2 separate regions of the Mus musculus genome follow, and region 1 is linked to region 2. A link is a contact called in public HiChIP or PLAC-seq data. All regions are on one chromosome and are shown on one strand. The core of a region is the stretch at or near the end of the contact, and the rest is flanking DNA. Distances in the headings are between cores, read along the strand shown.

Region 1 (4,302 bases), core at 661-3,160, 75 kb after region 2:
ATCCACTTACAATAAACCACAAAAGTATAATTTTATATTAAGAAGGAACTAAAACATGCTGATTGTATCCAACTGGCAGCGTGTATATAATTTTCTAAAGTACTTTTAATTTCTAATGTAAATTGTTGAACTTCTAAGCTTGAGTATGTCTTAATACCCAGCTCTACAATATCAGGTTTATTTTACTTCCTTCACATTTTTGGCTGAAATTACTAAAAAATTAACCCAATGGAATTAGTTATCACTTGTGCTGAGCTAACATAATTGAAGGCTCATTTTAAAAAGTTGAGATTCCATGTTCTTTCATTTTTGTTATTTGCATCATATTTTATGTTGTTGACAGTCATACAGTAAGGGTTTCTTTATCTGTTTTTGCAAGCAATTTATTCTTCCCAAAGTTGTCAATTGCACTAAGACTTTTCACCTTCTCTCAGTCTAAACAATAAATCTGTGCACTGAGTCAGAAATCACCTCCAGTTCTGTGAATAAAAACTAGATAGAGAGTAAGTGATCCACTTCAGTATTAGTGTAGCTACTGCTCACGAGTGCCCCACCTCAATGTTAGCATTGCTACTGCTCACGAGTAAATTCAATTTGAAAAGTAACCACAAAGTTTTTTTTAATTATTTATTTTATTTAGTTAATTTTAACAAGGCACCTTATTCCTCTCCTGCTGATTCAGCAATTCAAGAGGCTGAGGCAGACAAGGACCACTTGAGTTCATAGTTTAATGCCAGGCTTGGCAACAAGAAAGTGTCAAACCAGAACAGCAGAGGTTCAGTAGAGTGGTCAATCTTCTTGTCTACCTAGGTTTAAAGTACAAGTAAAAACTAAAGAGTGTTAAAATCAATGTACCCTGATAAACCCCTTGTTTTATCCATCTCCTGTTTACTAGATAGCAGCTTCATTAGAGCTTCCATGAATGAAGAGAATCGTTGTCTAATTTAATTCTCAATTAAAGCATCATTTTCATTGTGTGACCCAATAGTGAATAGTAAAGATAATAGTAAAAACAAAATAAAACAGCTAAAAAAATTACTGTTTGTTACTTTTCATGGAAATTTAAAATTATTTGGTTTTATTTTTTCCACTGACCTGATATAAAATATCTCCAAGCCAACTCATACTAGTTCACATGTTACTACTATAAAGGAAATAGGTAAAGGACTCTTTTCCAGTTATCATCATGATCTGTACTGGGCAACTGTTTTCATTCTTCATATCAGAGGATAGACTTATATCCTATAAATCAAGGCTGATTTAGTTTTCCATATAGTTATCATTAGGGTTATGTTCTTGAGTGTTTCTTAAACATTTGAAAATGTGTGGCTATGCCAGTGTCTGGCAAATACAGAAGTGGATGCTTACAGTTATCTATTGGATAGAACACAGAGACCCCAATGGAGGAGCTAGAGAAAGTTCCCAAGGAACTGAAAGGGTCTGTAACTCTATAGGAGGAACAGCAATATGAACTAACCAGTACCCCCAAAGCTCGTGTCTCTAGCTGAATATGTAGCAGATGGCCTAGTTGGCCATCATTGGGAGGAGAGGCCCTTGGTCTTGTAAAGATTATATGCCCCAGTACAGGGGAATGCCAGGGCTAGGAAGTGGGTATGGGTGGGTTGGGGAGCAGGGCATGGGGGGAGAGGGTGTAGGGGTCTTTTGTGTTAGCATTTGAAATGTAAATGAAGAAAATATCTAATAAAAATTGTTAAAAAGAAAAAGAAGAAGAAGAAGAAGAAGAAGAAGAAGAAGAAGAAGAAGAAGAAGAAGAAGAAGAAGAAGAAGAAGAAGAAGAAGAAGAATCATCTCCCTGGTCTGCAAGCCAAATTGCCTTGGGCATGTGCCCTTGGATATAACCACTCCTTTATTCCACTGCCCCCTAGTCCTCAGTACTTGGCATTGCAGAAAATTATATCTTCTTTGCCATTCCAAAGTTCAATGTGATTCATCTCAAGTTGCATTTATATAATGAATCCTATGGGTGTTCCCTTTAAAAATGTAAGATGAAATTTATAGAGAGCATAGTTAGTATTAAAAAACATTTATTTCTAAATCTTATTGTAACATCTTCTAAAAGGTAGAACACATTTCTTTCTTAACAAATTTTAGTTATCATTCCTTACAGCTACTCTCTCTGTGCTAATGTCTGTAGAGAAGAAACTCTGCCGGCATTGATAAGAGTGACCTTGTAGTGCCGTCTTCTATGTACCAGGATGCTTTCTCAGGAACTTCCCAACTACATACATATCAAGAAGGCTATCACTACACAGTAAAGTTAAAGTCTTGGATGATTCAAGTTAGAAAGGTCAGCTGAATATCTACTCTTTGCAATGCAAACTGTTAGTGTGTTAGTGAAATAAAAAATTTCAAGAGTGACAATATTTTTCTCTTTTGACCTGTGGATGCAAAAATACAGTTAAGGGGAATAAGAGGTAGTTTATTTTGGAACCTTTTTGAGTGACATTTGCCTGGGATCACAGGTCACTCCAAAGTTCATGTTCTAGCATTTTCATGAATTAATATAGTTTACAGAAAAAGAAATGTCATAAATCAAGGTAAAATTTTAAAACATTGGTGGTACATCAGAGAGGTTATTATAGGATTGGGAGGGGAGATTTTCACTAAGTGTTCGATATTATCTGATAATACATACTTTTAGCTTCTGGGTTGGTGGAAACTAGTGGTCTGCTAAATTAATAGAATTACAAAGATTTTTACCTATTAGTCACAGGATGTTAGATCTGACACAAGTGGGTAATGAATAGCTACTTAGCAGCTAAAGCCAGGTTGAGGTGAGGTAATTAGCCCTGGACCTGTAACATTCCACCCACCTCACATTACTACACTTTTAATTAACCAGTCTTTGGAGGCACAGCTTCTTCCCACTAATTCTAATTCATAGTTCATCTTGTAAAAATAACAGGAGAGTATCTCTCTCTCTCTCTCTCTCTCTCTCTCTCTCTCTCTCTCTCACACACACACACACACACACACACACACACACACACAAAGTAGACTTTGGCTACTCTAAGAAAACACATCTCTAATAATGAGTTTTCTGGTGCATAAAGCAGTCCAGTTCTCTCTCAGAATTTTCTGTCATTCTCTTTTTGCATCCTTTGCTTGACAGCCACTCCAAGGTTTTACTCCAATGTTCTTTCTTAGGAAACACCTCATGGGTCCCTTTGACCAGGTTCTGTCCCCAGTATGTTTTTCTTATTGCGCTTTAATTGCATGCTAGCTCTCTGGCTCCTCACACTTCTGGCGAGTTAGGATGCTTAGGACCTGATCAAACAGCTTGCAAAGCACAGAAAAATACCCAGAGGTTCTTGTGTAATCTCACATTTGATTGAGCCCAAGCTCCAGGTTGCCTATTGTTCCTGAAGGATCCCTGAGACAACCACCATTCTTCTACCTTCTCCATGTGTGAAGATCTAAGTAGCAGAAAACAGAACTGTGGGAAAGGAAATTGGTCTCCAAATTTGCATCTCAGTTCTCAGAATAAAAGGAAAACATTTCTATATCCCTAGTAGTGATCAGGTTATCCAGCCCCTGCAGCACTGGATGCTTATAATTAGAGAACTGTATCCGATGAAAAGCCCTAGAACTCAGTTAAAATCAGCTTCCCATTTACAAGATCCAAGTCACATATATAATACTATAAAGCCAAGTTAAACAGAAACAGAAACAAAACCATTAACTTATTTTGTGCAGGCCAGAAGACACATGTGCTGCTGCATTGGTATGGAGTCCAAAAGATAGCTTGCTAGATTCTATTCTCTCCTTTAATGTGAGTTCCAGAGATCAAACTTAGTTCTTGAGGCTTGAAATCACATATCTTTATATACTGTACCATCTTGCTGGCTGAAAAGGCTATCTTTTCTCCCTTTTTTAAAAAAATTAAGTTATTCACTTTACATTCTGATCTCAGCACCCTCCTCTCCCTTCTCTCCTCCCAATCCCACTCTTACAAATCCTTGCTCCATTACCTCCTCCCATTCTCCTTAGAGAAGGTGAAATCCCCAATTGGTTAATACCCTGCCCTGGAAGTTCAAGTTGCAGAAGGATTAAGGGCATCCTCTCCTACTGAGGCCCAACTAGGCTGTTCACTTCCCTAAGGATCCAATGAAAGGGATCTAATGGCAGGCAACAGTGTCAGAAACAGCTCCTACTCCAATTGTTAGAAGACCTGCAAGAAGACCAAGCTGCACATCTGCTACAAATTTATGGTGGGGCCGAGGTCCAGCCCATGGATGCTCTTTGGTTGGTGGTTCTATCTCTGTGAGCACCCATGGGCTG
Region 2 (4,293 bases), core at 824-3,323:
GAATCATAATAAAGAAGCTTCAGTAATAATTACTAAACCTACTTGATGGTCTCTGGTTCTCTCCTTTGGCTTTACCTGGTAAAATTTCCAAGCAAGGGCGACATCTTCACCTCTTTATACCTGGTAACAGCTTGCATTCATACATTTCTCTAAAACCACTCCCTTAATGTTCTTACCCAAAAAGTTGTCCCTGTTCAGTGGATTTTCCACTGAAAGTAGTCCAATAATTCTCACACACTTTCCCTCCTGAGTACTGGTCTTAGATGTGTCTATTTTCATTAGTAAAAAGCTGTTGATTCAGTTTTCTGGCCAAGGTTCTACAAATTGGCCTTTTGAACAGATCCCTAGTTTATTTCTTGGTAGATCAGAGAAAGATTCTACCACACAGCCAGCAGGCATTGATCATGCAAAACCAAACCTACTGATATTGTCGATTCACTGTTAAATAGTCCTTTCAAGTCCAACAATATGTCCTTGCTGGAAGCAATAGAGTGTCAAGTCTCAGCTTGTGTGAAGGGAAAGGGAAAAGCTTCTCTAAAAAGTTTCAAAGGATAAGCTAATTTATGCTAATTACAATTTACATTTTAGCATTGTATTAGACAATTTTCACTCACCATTGAGTATCTGAAAAAAATTTGTTTTTTGTTTTGTTTTGTTTTGTTTTGTTTTGTTTTAAGACAGTGTGCACAGAGAGGCTGTAAACAGCACACCTGTGGGAGATTTGCATAATCAGCCTCATTAAATCTAACTCTACTCCTGTCCCTAACACTGGCAGGTATTCTGAGATGACCTGGATGGAAGCCACTTTCCTCACATTGTTTGCAAGGTCTCATGGGCAGTGAGCACCCAAAGAATGTGTTTTGCTCTGGAAAGTACATTTAAGGAGAACTGTATGTGACATGTTTCCTTTGTTCTGATTTCTAAAACAGGTAGCATCTTGTTTTTAAAAGACCCTCTCAACAAGAGGAGAAAGCTGAGAAAGTTCAGAAATCCTATCTGAAAAGAAAAAAGGAAAAAGAAAATCAAACCTCTACACACCTAGTTCTTTGATCTCTTTGGCATTATTACAATACCAAAATAACAGCCAACCCCTACTCAGAAAAGAAGAAAACCCTGTGGATTAGGTAACTGTTTATCTCAAGAGCATAAATAGTTATTGTACCTTAAGCCTATCATTCCTGCAAACAGGATGTTAAACTGAGGAGATTAAAAAAGAAAATCACAAATCTGTCTGTTGCTGTCACAAACTCCTGGCCAAGATGACCGGCTATAGCACAGGTGTGTCTGATATCATTTCATAAGGAAGAAGGTTGTAGAATGAGCCAAAGGGTATGAGACAGAGAGAGAGAAGTTTTTTGGTTGATTCATATGTAAAAAGATACTTACTGACTAGAAACCACAGGCATATCTGCAAGAGGAATAAAAGCCTTCTTCCTTCCCTGCCCAGAACTCTTGCAGAACAAAGCACCCAGAAGGATCACAGGCCCAAAGTGCAATTTAAAGAAGTGGTCCTCTGGTCTCTAGAGGTGCATCTGCAGTCCTGCTCCCAGGAAGCCCATTTAATTCCTTTGAACAACACTTCTGCCCTTCATCTGGATCTCTTAGGCAATGACTTAGATTTCCATCATATGATCATAGGCTTCTCCTTGTCACTTGCTCTAAAACATTTCTTAGCCTGAATAAATGCAGCCAAGACCAGACTGGCTCCGAGGGGAGGGGAAAGGAAGGTCTCTGGTTTCAGATGCGCAGCTAAATTCAACCTGGCCTGGTTCACCTAGCCAGAGAGATGGGGAGCGACCCGCTCAAGCTGGAGGCTTCAAGCCAAGGGGGTCTTTAATCTGCTGGAGATCATAATGAGGTGTGTTGCAGTCACTGAGGGATGGCTGTGAACGGCCACTGAGGTCCAAACCCGAAGGCTCTGAAAGTAGCTGGCCAGTGAGCCCTAGGGCTGGAGAACCGGAAAAGATTGCGCCCGGGAGGAGGCTGCCTCGCCGCTTTCAGTTTTCATTGAAGCTCGCTAGTTACTGTTTAACATCCCCACCCACGATTCAGTTTGTTTAGTAAATCGACCTCACTGTGAGAGTCAGGCCCTGGACCATCGTCGCCATTGAGCAAAGCTAATATTCTTCCCGGCATATGGTCCCCCAAAATTTTTGCTAGAGATCCAGGAAAATAAACAAAACAACAAAATCCCAGTGCCACCTTGGAGCCCCACCCAATTTCCAGGCTGCCTGAAAACTTCTTGGCTCTCCGGAAGGTGCACTGCTGAACACCGCTGTCACTGTCAGGGCGCATGCATATGGGGATCTGCTACTGAGATGCAGAGCAAGCCTTGCAGCTGACTGCGACGCGGGAGCTCCATTGCCGCTGGCATGGGTGAGTCGTTCTGCCCGCGCCCAGTGCCCGCGAATGACCCACTCTACACCAGGCCGCTGTTCTGCACGGGGAGTCTCAGTTCCCCCAAGAAGGTGGCTGAGAGGCTGAGCACCCTGACCTCTTGGCCAGAAAAAAACAAAAAACAAAAAACAAAAAACAAAAAAACAAAACAAAAAAAACCAGAAGCTGCTGGAGCTTGAGAATGTTCAAACCCTTGAAAAAGAAAACTAGAACCTGCTCTGCATGTGTCTGGGTGGTTGGAAAGCTTTGGTGGCTGTTGCTGGTCACATGATTCCAAGATCTGTTTGTAGTGGTGAGGGGTTCCCTGAAAGTTTGAGGTAGGGAGGCGGAGTCCAAGCTAGTACGTGTGACTGGACATTAAATGACTACAGAGGAGTGATGTTTGGTGCTTGGTGCAGAAGCATATCCCCCCCCCCCCATGACCTTTACTCAAGTGTGCTCCCCTATACTCTTTCAGACATTTGTGGATTAGGCACTTTCTGGTAAAGCTGTTGGTGACGATTGTATATGCTAGTTAAAGGGTCAGTTTCTTTTGGAAGATTTGACCTATTGGATGTTGAGCTAAACCACGTTTGGATTAAGTTGAAGTCATTCGGTGTCTAATGGCAAGAACTAGGTATGTGATAAGATCTTAGAAGTGTCTAAGACGATCCCAACTTGAGGGAATGTGTGTTTAAGGGTATCTGCAAATGGAGCTAAAGTACTTCTTTACAATATGCAAAACAATCTCAGTTTTCATCTCAGGACAAGGGTTAGAGCTTAAAACATTGTGGGATATTCTGTAAATAGAAAACCTCAGTGGTGTCTGAATTTCCTGTTTGGGCTTTAGTTACTCTATCCTTGACAACTTATTTTATAGGTGACTTGTTTCTTTTCACAAGGATGTACTATTCCTCCACCTTGGCGATTCCATTTGTTTGTAATCATCTTCCTGCTCCACCCCTCAGTAGGCTCACTTGGTTCTCACACTTCTGACTCAGGCTACCTGATTTCCTGTGTCTGAAGCCCTTGACCAACTCAGTGTTGTATTCCCTTGGTTGCACTGGGAATTGCTTTATAAACTTTTCAAAGCATGGTGGAAATTGGTAGCAATTGGTTTTCTCCTTGCTGATCTTCTTCCTCTTCGTTTATGGGTCTACAAATATCGGGATGTTCTCAGCAAGCTTTAAGAGAATGGAAGTATCTTAAACATTGTCATATATAGTGTTGTGAACCCAGTAAGTATTCATTACTTTCAAAATATTCATTATTTTCAAAATCTTTGTTATTTCTATAAATTCCAGAATTAATTCTAGTTTGTGAAGCATCATGTAAATTATAGCAAAATATAAAGAGGATGCCCTTCTCCTTGTGTGTGGAGTCTTTGATGACTTTTGGGTGTATGTCTTCACAGTGTACAGCTCATGAATGTTAAATGGCTATTAAAGTTCTTACTCTAACTATGTCTGTGCTAGGCCCACTAGATATCAAGTATTAAAATGTTGATACTCTAGTTGAAAACTGATTCTCAGTTTGAAGTAATCTCTTAGTAATTGGAGTAATACTATGGGAAGGATACAAAGCATCCCTGGGTGGGTAATATCAGGATTTTTCAATGTTTTGCTTTCCAGTTGTAAAAAATGCTGTCATGTGGCTGGGGATATAGCTTAGTGATAGAGCACTTGCCTACCTTATCCTGTGCTCCCAACATCACCATAGTGTTTTTAGCTCCTAATAGGTGCTCCTGTATTTATTACCCTTTGTCCAGGGATGGCTGCAGATACTGGTTCTGGTAAGTCATTGGTGGCCTCACAGTAGTTTTGATTTGTGCAGCTATTGATTAATATGCTTGCCATCTTCCTTCCTTCCTTCCTTCCTTCCTTCCTTCCTTCCTTCCTTCCTTCCTTCCTTCTTTCC

Evidence for each region. HiChIP or PLAC-seq counts read pairs in DNA pulled down with a chosen protein or histone mark.
Region 1: an H3K4me3 HiChIP or PLAC-seq map of intestinal villus epithelium shows a contact between it and region 2, with 8 times the contacts expected there. The contact joins the enhancer-like site here to the promoter of Hnf4g in region 2. A contact is called at or near these places in 2 of 39 promoter capture datasets (both in liver), 1 of 15 datasets of contacts at CTCF or cohesin (liver), 13 of 484 Hi-C or Micro-C datasets (the AML12 cell line, embryonic stem cells, liver and 3 more), 3 of 115 datasets of contacts at active chromatin or transcription factors (intestinal crypt epithelium, intestinal villus epithelium and kidney) and 3 of 9 other capture datasets (adipose tissue, embryonic stem cells and pancreatic islet).

The regions. Positions count from the first base shown.
Region 1 is chr3:3,581,146-3,585,447 of GRCm38.p6, forward strand. All of the region lies in intron 1 of Hnf4g (hepatocyte nuclear factor 4, gamma), which reads left to right. Among named protein-coding and RNA genes, the nearest start is that of Hnf4g, 75 kb to the left of the region's middle. Within about 2 kb of position 1,911, at least 2 of the 459 cell types and tissues checked have an H3K27ac peak or open chromatin away from gene starts, as enhancers often do. A contact at or near this core is called in intestinal villus epithelium, where this site is marked.
Region 2 is chr3:3,505,957-3,510,249 of GRCm38.p6, forward strand. Hnf4g (hepatocyte nuclear factor 4, gamma) reads left to right here and starts at 2,074. Exons shown (of 10, transcript NM_013920.2): 1 at 2,074-2,376. The coding sequence starts at 2,373.